2 separate regions of the Bombyx mori genome follow, and region 1 is linked to region 2. The links are chromatin contacts, called in public Hi-C maps. All regions are on one chromosome and are shown on one strand. The core of a region is the stretch at or near the end of the contact, and the rest is flanking DNA. Distances in the headings are between cores, read along the strand shown.

What was found. Hi-C and Micro-C count contacts between places; a contact is called where the count stands out from the background.
Region 1: a Hi-C map of middle silk gland shows a contact between it and region 2, with 1.9 times the contacts expected there. The contact joins the promoter of myc here to the enhancer-like site in region 2. A contact is called at or near these places in 3 of 7 Hi-C or Micro-C datasets (middle silk gland and whole pupa).

What each region holds. Positions count from the first base shown.
Region 1 is chr11:18,938,121-18,944,888 of ASM3026992v2, forward strand. myc (c-myc) reads left to right here and starts at 4,776. Exons shown (of 3, transcript NM_001257008.1): 1 at 4,776-5,022.
Region 2 is chr11:18,649,726-18,656,148 of ASM3026992v2, forward strand. All of the region lies in intron 2 of LOC134199745 (a long non-coding RNA gene), which reads left to right. Among protein-coding and RNA genes, the nearest start is that of LOC134199745, 8.8 kb to the left of the region's middle. Within about 2 kb of position 1,831, at least 2 of the 8 cell types and tissues checked have open chromatin away from gene starts, as enhancers often do.

The DNA of each region.
Region 1 (6,768 bases), core at 3,526-6,025, 290 kb after region 2:
GGACCATGATACCCTCACAATGTGCCCTACCACCACTCAAGATACTCATTAGTTGAAGCAGCTCATGGCTCAGATGTGTATGATGTAACACATATCTTCCTGATCTGACTTAGAATCCGTTCCACGGGGATTCTTGAAAGCTATTAGATGTCCTTGTTCGAGCTGTTTAAGCAGGGCAAAGTCTCAGGGTAAGAAGGCTTGCTAGGCTAAGTTTTCGTTATGCCCCTAACATTGACAGTGTCTATAGGCGATCGCCACTTAATAGATTGGTCGTATAAAATTGTGCCGATGCGTAATGTAGATGGTCAACTAATAACACGAAATTATACTAATGATCTACTATTTTCCATATAATTTGTACTAAAGCAATTAAATCCTGTCGAAATAATTTCCTAACGCTAAATTGATATCACGTCGTTATATTAAAGCAAACCATCTGAAATTAGCGAACAAACAATTTTCTATACTAATATTATATTAAATATTAAATTAAATATTATAAAGAGGAAAGATTTGTTTGTTTGTTTGTTTCGAATAGGCTCCGAAACTACTGGACCGATTTGAAAAATTCTTTTTCCATTAGAAGCCGACATTGTCCCTGATGAGCATAGGCTACTTTTAAAAAAAAAAAAATAGTTTATTTTTCTGGTTTCATGTGTGTTTTAATGTTTCCGAAGCGAAGCGAGGGCGGGTCGCTAGTAGTTTATAATGTGAAAGGTGAGGTCATTACTTTAAAAATTTTTTTTTTTATTGTTTATATTTGTGGACGAGCTCACAGCCCACCCGGTGTTAAGTGGTTACTGGAGCCCATAGACATCTACAACGTAAATGCGCCACCCACCTTGAGATATAAGTTCTAAAGTCTCAGTATAGCTACAACTACTCAACATTATCTACAAAAAAACATTTTGCAATACAATAAAGAGGGCTTTGAAAGCGTCACTCAATATAATGTACGTAATCTCTTCACGTATAAATGGTTACCAAATCCCACGCTGTTTTTTTTTTTAATTCTCTAGGGGTGACATTTGGAGATTAAATTATTATAAATACTTAGGTACAGGTAGGGAAATGATTTTAAAGTCGTAGTAATACAGGGATTATAAACGAAATCATCATAATTATTATAATTTATTTATAAACATATAATTTTTTATACCATGCATACCATTTAAAAGCTGGCAATAGGGATGTGTTGCAAGCGTTTTTTTGTCATTACACAACGCATTAAAGTGGCTATTTATAGACATATGCTCATAGGAGCTCTGCAAAGCTGTTTAGCACTCAGCGAACTGAGTCCGTGCTCATAAAAACATTTCATATGCTAACCTGTAATCCCTTTGATTAAAGACTTGTTTTAACGCTCAGGAAATATTGCAGACGAGATCTCGTTCCATTGCACGTGCGTGGGAAGAACGATATCTGGATACGTACTGTTCTACTAGGTTACATCTAGCCGCGAACCGAGGTCTGATGAAGTCAAAATTACTGCTAGTGAAATGGAATGGATTATAAGTAAGTTATTTGCTTTAGTAGACACTAAAACATATGGCTTACTCTGTTATAAGCTGGCCACTTTGAACACTCCACGTTTACATACTGTTGATAATTAAAAACTTATTACAATTTAAGTGACGGGCGAATTTAAAATTACTAGAGGTTCCGCAGTAGTCGAAATTCGACTATAATTATTTGGAATTGTAAGTTTGTACACTATTATGATTGTATTTTATACTTCTATAATCACAAATTTCGCCAAGACTACACTATAAAAAATAGTAACAAAGACAAACAATATTTAATCTATTCTCAATTTGACCACAGACGTCAAGAACAAAAGTTTGACAATTAATAGTATGCATGCGTGTGTGCGTCAAATACATGGTATGTAGTGTGTGTAATGTTTTCTTTATTGATTTAATATATCTTATTTGCATTATTTAAAAACAATATTAGCATTGTGCACTTCTTCTCTATATTCTCTATAAGTGTGTAAAATTTCATACTTCTCCGTCCGCGCAATTTTCGTAAAAAGGGATACAAAGTTTTTGCTTCACGTATTAATATATAGATATCGTTCAAATTTTCTAGATTCAATGCGAAAAGTATATACATATAATGATATTTTAGTGTCTGTCTATTCATTGAAAGTTCGATGACGCCATAGGTACTTCACAACCGAATCATAATGTTTAATAACATAATTGTGCTTCAATTCATTTTCAATTACATAATTAATACTGATAACGCTAATCATTAACGTTTGTACCACACTACAGTAATTGCCGTGTGATATTAATGATTTGACCCGTAAATGTTTTGAGATTTTAGCCATAAAGTGGCTTCAGTACAACACATGCATAGTTCTTCGCTCCCTTCACTATTCAGAACTCAATCTCCAGTTTCATAGACAAAATAATTATGATTGATTTAAATTAAAAGTCATATTCTAATTATGAAATATACGTAATTATTGAGCCAAATGATAAACATGTTTAAAGCTAAAACATTATCGTAAAGATATCAAAGTTATTTATTCAGTATTTGTTATGTAAGCAGATCGAAATTCGATGACATAATTATATTATTCATGTGTAATTAAAATATCGACAATGTCACGGTTTGCGGTAGATTACAAGCTTCCATTTTAATACTCGCACTGACTGTCAAAACCGTTAACTTGTCAAAATAATGAAGAGACACATAATGAAAATTGACGTAACAGCCCTAGACATTTGTAACGGAAAAAATTCAAATAATGAAGTCAGATAATGTTTTTCTTAAATATAACACTTATTGTTGAAGGAATGAAGATCAAAATCGTAGTATGCTTGCTCATTAAATAGGACGCTTTTTTTATACATGTAAAGCGATCTTTTTCGGTCAACCCTTTTTTTCGGAAGCACGTATTCTGAGTTTCCTGTGTATCTATTTATTTCATAATAAAAGGGATGCACAAATTTTAATGTGAAATTAATAAAGGGTTGAAGGGTTACGCGTATTGAGAGATTGATCCGATTCAAATGTAGCTTTCGCGATAAAAAAAATAAGTCTTAATGCTTTTTTCAAATTAGGTTTCCAAAGATGATTTAGGGGTAGGCCTTTTTGAAATAGAAGTAGGAAGTAATTATTTCTACAATTGTAATGATTTGACATGAATTTAACATTTCGACTTTAAGTAGCTTTTAGATACAAAATACATTTCAATAAACGATACAAATGTGAATATACTAAATGCATATTCTCGTATTTATAGCTTGGTTAAAAATAATAGTGAATTTTTAACCAAACATATCGACTTACAACAGGCATTGGCCGGTCAACGCCATCTATGAGGATACTTAGAAAACAACAATCTGCATTCTAGTAAATCTAAACAGTGCTATCTGAAGATCAAAGTAAATAAAACCTTAAGTAGATAAAAATAAGCAAACGACTACGTAGATACTGTTCATATTCGGTTATATTGAACGGATTTTAATTTTTCGCATTACCATTAGGGACCAAAAATATTTATTTTTAGAAACATTACTAATTTGTTCCTTTATTTTATGGCGTTGTACCTAAAAATTACGAGATACTTATACAAGCCGTTAAGTTCAGAGTCGCAAAATTTTTATTGGAGGGAATGCAATGCGTGGAATGCGGGGTCGTTGAACTCTGCGGCGGGTATATAGGGTTGGTTAAAAACAGGATTACTGTACCTATTCTGTTCCCGGTTTGGTACGTGTGCGTAGTACAGGGTAGTAGTTGCTAAAATGTTTGTTTTATTAAAAATTACGAATGTACTTTTGAACATTCCGTTCTAGTTGTTTATAAAAAATTTAAATCCGATAAATAATATTACAACAATTAAGTTGTCATTAAATGAGGTATTGTAAGAATGGGTATGACTTAGGTATGGATATTGTACTATCAAAAGAATATGTAAAGTGCCAAGTTTTCATTAGGATTTAAACTCGTTTTAAAATTCAAAAGCTTACAGTCACATTATATTGAATTTTAGTTTTCACGGACTCGGAGTTTTAATCTCGAAAAAGCTATATAACTTTGTAAGAAAAATATTTCAAACATTTGTATCAAATTTATATTGTAATAAATACATTCAGTGTTTCAGAGCTAATGAATATATGCAATCGTGTGGGCTATCTACAAAATGTACATCAATTCATCAAAATCGCTCAGGAATTTCTGGTTCGCGCCATAAGCTTAACTTTAGGAATGTCGATCGACTGGCTTCGATATATGCAGTGCTAAAACCATAGGCACGCACAATCTACCGTGAACGAGGCCGCCGGCCAAGTGAAGTGACTCCGACCGACGTGCGACTATAGCCGCTTGAGTCTCAGTCGTTCCAAACGACTCGGTCGCTTGCCTAGAGGTGCTTCGTCGACTTCTCGAGCTACTCGCAATACGCACACATCGACAATACACCAACACATCTTTAAAGGCTGCTACGCTGATTTCCTTCTTTGAACTACCCCTCCTCCCCCTGAGACGCCGATCAACATATCGCAATTTTACTGTAAATTAAAGCTATTACAGTGTAGTTTTTTGGAGATAAGATGTAAATGGACATACGAGTGTAATTCTTAAATAAACGTGTGGACAGAGAACGTATTTTCAGTGTATTTCGTGAATGACATAGAATTAGCCGGAACGCGGAGTGGGGGGACTGACGCCGTGTCAGCGGGCGCGGGTCGCGGAGGCACGAGTCGCAGACCACCGCTCGCTACGGGGCCCGCTAGAATAGTCGTGTCCACGGCATCAACCGAATTGCACGCGCGGCTTTCGTTCGAACCGGCCGGCTCCCGAATAATGTTTCAGTGTTTGACAAACTCAATCGGAGGTCTCGGAAGAAGTATCGTTTTTAATAATTTACGCTGTATAACCGACCGCATATTCTCAGTGAGTGTTACGCAGTGTGTACGGAAAAAACTTTGTCGAAGATTTTGAATTATCTTGTGTAAAATTGTGTAATTCACCGGCCGCGGTCGGATCGCATTTTGCACAAACTTTTTGGTGAGTGTTCTAACAATCAATTCATTCAGTCTTTATGATTTACACAGTGATTTCTAATAAATAAGTAGAAGTGAAAAAGTGGGTAATTAATATTTATTTCACGGCAAGGCGGGGCGTTGCCGGCAAGTTAGAGTCATGGGTATAATGGGTTTTTCTGCGAAATGCCAGCGCCAAAATTCGTTTTATTCGATTCGTTTTATTATATTCTCTTATTTAGTAAGTTTTTTTTACATAACCCATAGATTACATAGGAACTTAGGAATTTTGCACTTTGGCGGGTATTTTTAAAAGATGCCATCTTTTTTTACTTATGAAGATGCTTGTCACTCATTCCATTTTTATGATTGTTCGATGATAAATTATCAAGAAATATCTTTAAGTGTAACGCTTCTCATCAGTTCGGTTCATTTAAAAATTTAAATAATAAATGACTGCATTATTTATTTACAATAATTGTCTAAGTATAACGGATATTAATGAAAAATTACTAATATATACCTAACATACATATAAATATATATTAAATAAAAATGTACCAACTTCAAAATAATAAATGTAAGTAATCTTATTGAAGTTTCACATAGAAAATATTATATGGTGTAAAGGCAAAAAATAACTAAATCGTGTAGTTGTGTTAATATAAGGTAATTTGAAAACCTGGTAGCTATGTATGTCCGGTTACTGAAATATTCTTAATATTTTATTTAAACAACCAAACAAGAATTATAAAAAAAAAAACTAAAATGTAATGTAACACAAGTCAATATCCTCGGACACGACGATTAATTATGAAAATTGCATAACTTACGATTAAGTATGAAAATTGCATAACTTTATGAAAACACATACAGTCAAAATCTGTTATAACGACATCGAAGGGACTGCTCATATTCAGTCGTAAAAACCGATAGTCGTAACAACCGGTGAAGTTTAATGTGTATCGTGCAAGTACAAACAAATCGATAGGGAATTATTGGAAAAATATATTTACATAATACGCGATTTTTCTTCAATATTAACTTGTTTTCTTTTTCTTTGCGAGATTTTGAAAGTTTCACGAATAACTCCACAAAGTTTTGGTGCGTCTTGTGTATAGATAAGTAACAAACTAACTGAAGAGATATGAAGAAGTGGGCTTTGACTACCGCATGCACGTGTTTTGTTTCTAAGAATTAGAAAAGACCCTACACTTAACTAAATCCTATTGTTTTCTTTCCTGATTTTAAAAGCCATTGAAGACAAATGTGGATACCTATTCAAATTGTTTACAATACAGCTTAGCCGGTCGTTCTAACAGATCTAATTCTCCGAAATATTAGTTAAATGTGGTCGTTTTATGAGGTATGTCGTTATTACCAATGTCGTAGAAAGCAATATTTTTAATAAGGCGGTCATATGGCATTCAGCCGGGACCTTTGTTCTTGGTTATTATAACCGGTATGTTGTATTAAACGATGTCGCAGTAAACGGTTTTGACTGTATTTCCAAAAATTATGAAATTAAATATTTCTCAAGTTTTAACAAGACAACGTAACTTTATATCCCATAGATTAAAATACACTTAATGATAATTCTCAAATTATAATTAATTATGCATGTACGTATCCTCGTAATTTCAAACATATTGCTAACGCGATAACAGGAAAATAACACTGGCAATTGTTTTATTAGTAAACATTCATTTCGCGCCAACTTGAGCTGGTAAACAAAAACATTTCTAAAGAAAAAGAAAAAAATCTTTACCTG
Region 2 (6,423 bases), core at 581-3,080:
TATTATCAGCTACCTATCAGTGAAAGTCCCATCAAAATTGGTCCAGCCGTTCCAGTGATTAGCCGGAACAAACAGACAAACGACAGATAGACAAAAAATAATAAAAATACATTTTTGGTGTATATACCGTGTATACATAATATGCATTTGTTAAATAGCGGTTATTTAATATTACAAACAGACACTCCAATTTTATTTATTTATTTATAATTTTTAATAGATGTATAGTGATCGTTTTAACGCGCTTAGCTTGAAGAGAATATTACGGATGGATGGAGGTCAGGAAAGTAGTTACACTAACTCGGGGAGGCTTCTTTGAACTATCAACTAATGTTACAAGTCGCTTTGTATTAAGCGGTTATCAGAGCCCATGGACCACTCAGTGTGAATGTTCGCACCCACTTTAAAGCTGTGATACACAGTTTCCATATTCTATCTCCGTTTAAGTAATTATTACCTGAAACAAAACGATTTAACCTTTTGTCTCAGACGATTAGCGTCACGCTCCGACCAAATCATGTGAGATAGTAGGTTTTTTTTTCCTCTATTCCAAGCATCTTAACGCGCTTAGTTATTTGATAGAAATGTAACAATCTCGAAATGGCTTTCCTGTGTCGATCGAAACCAATCATGAGAATTCATTATTATTTTATATTTCTATATAAATTATGTACTTAGTCACATTTTTTGAACTCGACACGCCTCGTTATTGTGAACAATTATATTATCCGTACTTAATTTGTCTCTGATATTGTTATCTGAATATTAAGAATGAATCAACGGACGTCGTGCATGATTAATTAATGTGTGAGGTGTATTTCTTCGGAAGAAACCTGTTGCGGCTTCACAATTATTAATAATGAGTAGGCAAGTTAAGGTAGCTGTTTTTCGTGAGTATTAAGGATATCTGAGGCAGGCTCAATCCGCTATCCATCGCTGAGAACTTTTTGAAGTGAAAAAAGGCTCTTTACTCTACATCCGTAATGTTAGTTTTAATGTTCCCTTAGTAATACTGAAGATATGTTAAGTGGTAATAATAAACTCGCTATCGCTCGTGGTGGAATTAAACAGAACGTTATTACAAACGATCCGGATTTAAATAACGCTACTCAAGATGAGGGGCCCTGTGAGTTTCTCGCCGGATTTTTTCAGTCAGGCACGCTAGGACAACGCTGACACAGTATCTCAAGGATACGTAGGGAAAAAAAAGGTTAGAGGAATTTAGTTACGAAAATATAATGATGAGGAAGTAGTGGTAAACTTGAGTTGGCTATGGTGGTTGCATATTTATATCTCGTTGCCGATAGCCAGACCGACTATTATCACCTATGATCCTTAGATTCAACTGGTCCAGACATATTTTTCTTCTCTTCAACCTATGTCCGTCCAATGCCGAGTGTAGGTCTCTCTAGTGCACTCCATTCTTTTCAGTCTCTTCCCTCTCGCATCCATTCCTTACCAGCTACTTTGACCAGATTAGGTTCACCTCACTGCGTGAAGCAGTATTGCGTTTCGGTTTGAAGGGTGGGGCAGCCGTTGTAACTATACTGAGACCTTAGAACTTATATCACAAGGTGGGTGGCGCATTTACGTTGTAGATGTCTATGGGCTTCAGTAACCACTTAAGACCAGATGGGCTGTGAGCTCGTCCACCCATCGTAAGCAATAAAAAAAAACTATTAACTAGTTATAATCAGTAATGCATTCTTAAGTCATTAAACATATATTTCGCGTGGCAATGTACGCGACGGGCTTCAGCCAGTCTGCCGTAAACTATTAAAGACATTCCAGCATCGGTCATATTTATTATACACAGAGCGACCTCATTCAATTACGAATAACATAAATAAACATTCGTCGGTAGAGATTACAAGCTGTATGCATGCGGTCGGTTTGTTATTAATAAGCTGCTTAATAAACCTATTTTCATCGATATGGCTCTATATAATAAAGTTAATTTATCGTTGTCTTAAAACGTTTTGTTTTCGATATGTTATGTATACGATTATTTTATTAAGTAACTTGTTTAAGTTTTTTTAAATCTAAACGACGTAAACTTTAAGAATTTGTAGGAAAATATTATAAGTACTTAATTGTTTTTTTTTTTTTAATTGTCTATTCAAATTTTCAGTCCACTGGCCTACTTAACACAATATCAAGAGATTCCGAAGAACTTAAAAATTTGCACTTTCATTCTTCTTGAGTACGGGTCAAGAAGACGAAAGTGCAAATATTTAATCTTCATTTTCCTTATCTGTCTGTATGCCATCGAGTCTTGAAACTTAATAGAGGTTTGTCAGACGACGCATAAACGTGTTTGAGATGTCGTGCTGGACCGTATTGCGCGTTCCATGGAGGGCCATCCGAACGAACGCTTCCATTCCCAACGAGCAAAAATTGACCAGAGACTATCTATCCACCATATGTCTACACAGAGTGCTCTAGTATTTGGATCATATAGCAAGAATACATGGAGAGACTCATAGTTCCGTAAAGTGAAAAATGATACCCTAAACGTGTCATTTCGGATCCTCATGATCCAATACTGGTGCTTTTAAGTGCCTCAATCACCGGTCACCGTCCTCGCCGAACCCCTCGCTTGCGAAGGGCTCGCCGAGTAAATAAACCCACAGACTCAGCCCACTGAGTTTCTCGCCGAATCTTCTCAGTGGGTTGGTTTTCTGATCCGGTGATAGATTTTGCGAAGCGCTGCTCTTGCTAGCGCCAGTGTCAGCATCACCTCCGGTTTGAGTCCCGAGAGCTCATCTATACGTTAGGGTAACGCTGATATAGCTGATATATAGGAAAAAGCATGAAGGAAAACAACCTAAGGGTCGGAGCTCGAAAAGTTGCGAGTGATCAAGTGTGCGACCTCACTCTGGCGTAGGCGTCGCTCAGTCTCGTGTCCAGGTTGCACACAACTGACCGGCGAAACTAGTTACAGATTATTAGAACATGTCTCGGGCCGATGCGCCCGCATCACGATGCTCGGCAATTAGCGATCGATTAGAGAAGGAGCAGACGGCCAACAGACGCCGTCGTGCAAAACCCCGGATCTTTCCGATCCACTCTCGGTGCTTTTAGGCATGAGGCATTAGGAAAGCACCGTCGAACTCGTCGATTACGACGAACTAGTCATAGTCACAACCCGCTGAGTTTCTCGTCGGATCTTCTCAGTGGGTCGCTATTCCGATCCAGCAGTAGATTCAGCAAAGCACTGCTCCTTCCAGGGCCGCTGTTAGCAAAGTGTCCCAAGCTGAGTCCCGTGAGCTCCGTGTCTCCTACACGTTTGGTGAAACTAGCATAACCCCTCGAGGCTACTAGCAATAGATAAACAAAAAAAGGAAGGGTTCTAATTTTTATTTGTCATTCTGTCATGTATTCTGTGTTATTATTAGTTTCGAATATTGAAATCCATTCGGTTAAAAGTCTGCCCTTCTAAAAAGGGCTCCACTTTTTCTAAGGAATCGACAGTGTAATAAGATTTTCATATTAGCAATAAAACACGTTAATCGTGCTATAAAAGTGTCTTAAAACACTTCATCGCTTTTTCGAATAATTGTCATGAACGATTTAGTTAGGTTTCTATAACAACGGAATTGCATATATCGCTTACGGTCCGTGTTATTTACGAGCAATTCGCAAAATGCCCCATCTTTACGACCCTCTTAAAGAAACGTTACATTAAGCCTTGTTTACATTGACGCTCGTATGCGTTTTGACAATGGTCGTGAGAGACCTGGAGAATTGAATTCGGTTTCGTTTTTGTTTTGTCAATGAAATTGCATTGAATTTATTTTAAACTAGTCGAGTCCCGCGATGTGACGCCTCGGGGCGAAGCTAGTCTAAAGAAAAGTAGCCTAAGTTACTCCTTATATCATCTGCTACCTATCAGCGAAAGTCCCGTCAAAATCGGTCCAGCCGTTCCGGAGATTAACCGGAACAAACAGACAGAAAGACAAAATAAAAAAATTATATTTTGATGTATGTATCGTGATATATCCATATTTTATGCATGTAGTAAAAAGCGGTTATTTCAATATTACAAACAGACACTCCAATTTTATTTATATGTATAGATTAAATATTGCACTATTACTTGTGCTAACGGTATTGTGGGCTCGGGCCGGAGACCTCGCCTTCTTTCCTCAAGTCAAATGGTGAACAGCACTTAAGGCATCGGTGACTTAGGTGGCAATCAAAGGGTTAAACACCTTGTTTTATTATTATTGTTTTTTTTGTTGTTGTTGTTTATTTATTGTCATATGTTATTACCGTCGTTACGAATACTTGAGATTTCATGGTCGCGGACCACTAAGTTTTGTGTTATTGGTTGACAATCCAAACGTATAAAGCAAACTAGCCGTACTCGCCCGCTTCGCTGGGCATTTAAAATTAACATTATTATTTATTGTCATTATTATTAGGGAGTCCAACACTCATATAAATATTAGCCTATCCTTTAAGTATATGTATTTTCTACAATGGATACCAAGTTTGAAGTCAATCGGATGCATGGTTCAGTAGTTATAACGGAACATCCGTAAAAACCACTGTAGATTTATAAATTAGTATAGGATATGTCGCGGGAAAATGCTTGCTAATTCCATTGTGCATTTCAATATCTCATTGGATTTAAATTCGTTCGTGTTTTTTCTAGTCAAAACTTGATGAATTACCATCGTAAGCTTTCTCTTATTCGGGGTTTGACTGATTTAATTCGTCCTTAGGCATAAAAACTGCAAGCGCTGCAGCTTGCGTTCGAAAAGAATAGAATCGGTTCCTTCTCATGAAAAAAAGAAAAGAAACGCTCCCAATTTTTTTTTCATTGCTCGAATAATTGAATCTTACCTTTTCTGTGTGAAGTTTGCGTCACCTGCTTTTCGGGGGCTCGGAAAAAAATCGGATCCCCATACGTTACGCGTCTTGTTACGTCAATGTATCATCCGTCTTTTATTCTACCGTGGTGAGCATTGTCTGACTGAATTTCGCCACGGGCGCCGTTTTCCAAGCAATTATGAGCCCTTGTTTGTATTTGATCAGTAATGATTTACGATTGCACTCGCGAGGCGGTTACGTCGTTTCGTAATCTAGATTGGTTTGCGTCTTCCCGCCAGGTGCGACTTGCAGAACGTTTTTTTTTTTTTGAATTGCATTGTAAACGGCTTCTTAACACAATCAATGCAAGATCCGCGTAAAATCGTGTTCTTAAGGGGAGCTTATAGAATCGAAAAAAAAAAAAATACGCTTAATATAGTCTATGCAGAGTTTGAATAAGCCAGACGCGGTCGCGTGCCAACTTAGCTTGGTTGTTAATAAGTTTTTTTAATTGGTTTCCGTCTACGAAACGCCGTGACTCGATCGTGACGGACCGGCCCGTGAACTCGGCTACGTGATGTTGCTTAAGAATCGTCTTCATTGATTATTTAATCGATTTTGAATAGTAAATGTCCGATTAAAAATTCTCCGTACATTTTCTTTTACTGTTCGTGTCTGTATTACGGAATGCCTATTGGTTCCCCTAGTCAGAACACATGTCCGTATTATGTAGATCACATTAAAGTTTACTTATCTGGAAAATATATAATTTTAGAATAAAGGTAACTTAAAAGAACACACGCAGAGACTAAATTAGAAATATTAAAAAAAAGAGTTAAAGTAATTTTGTTAAAAGCGAAAACGATTTTTTTTCCTTTCCGCAGTAGTGCAATAGAATTGGCGCGCTTTTATAAATTTCCCGGGTTCCGGTAAAAAAAATTTTTTTATCAAGACACTGACTTAAGCTATTCTGCAAGCAAAGTAAAGAAAATAGTGATGGGTTGAAACCCTTTGAAAACAGATCCGTTGACTTTAATCATAAAAATAATAGCCAACAACTGACTAACTACCATTAAAATTATTCTTGGCGTTCCCGCCAAGTGGTATTTGTCTTTTTCGTCGAGTATACCTAATATGAATGCGAACAAACGAACGAATAAGAAGACATGAGGTCAAAATTTCAGTAACATTGAAAAAACGCTGTGTCATCCACCAACCTAACTCCCTCACTCACAACCCGGAACGGATTTAATACATTGCAATAAGAAATATACAACCTTAAAGGTATATTATTCATGAGCAATTGAAAAAATAAACACCATTAGCGCTCCGAAAGGATATCGCGTGCCGTTGTAAATAAATCAAACAAGTAATTCAAAAGAACTAAAAATCTAATTAGCATAATAATAAATTAATCCGTATATTTTTTTCCCATCGGCAGCCATATTGGCGTTCGCGTCCGTTATGTATTTAATGCAGGAATCGTTAATGCCGCGCTTGTTCTTTGAATATTTTAGAGTGCACGTCGCGCATGCTCTAGCGCAACGCTCCGTTCGGGAGAAACTCGACACTAGGGCTGTGAAATGCTCGATGAAATAAATCGAT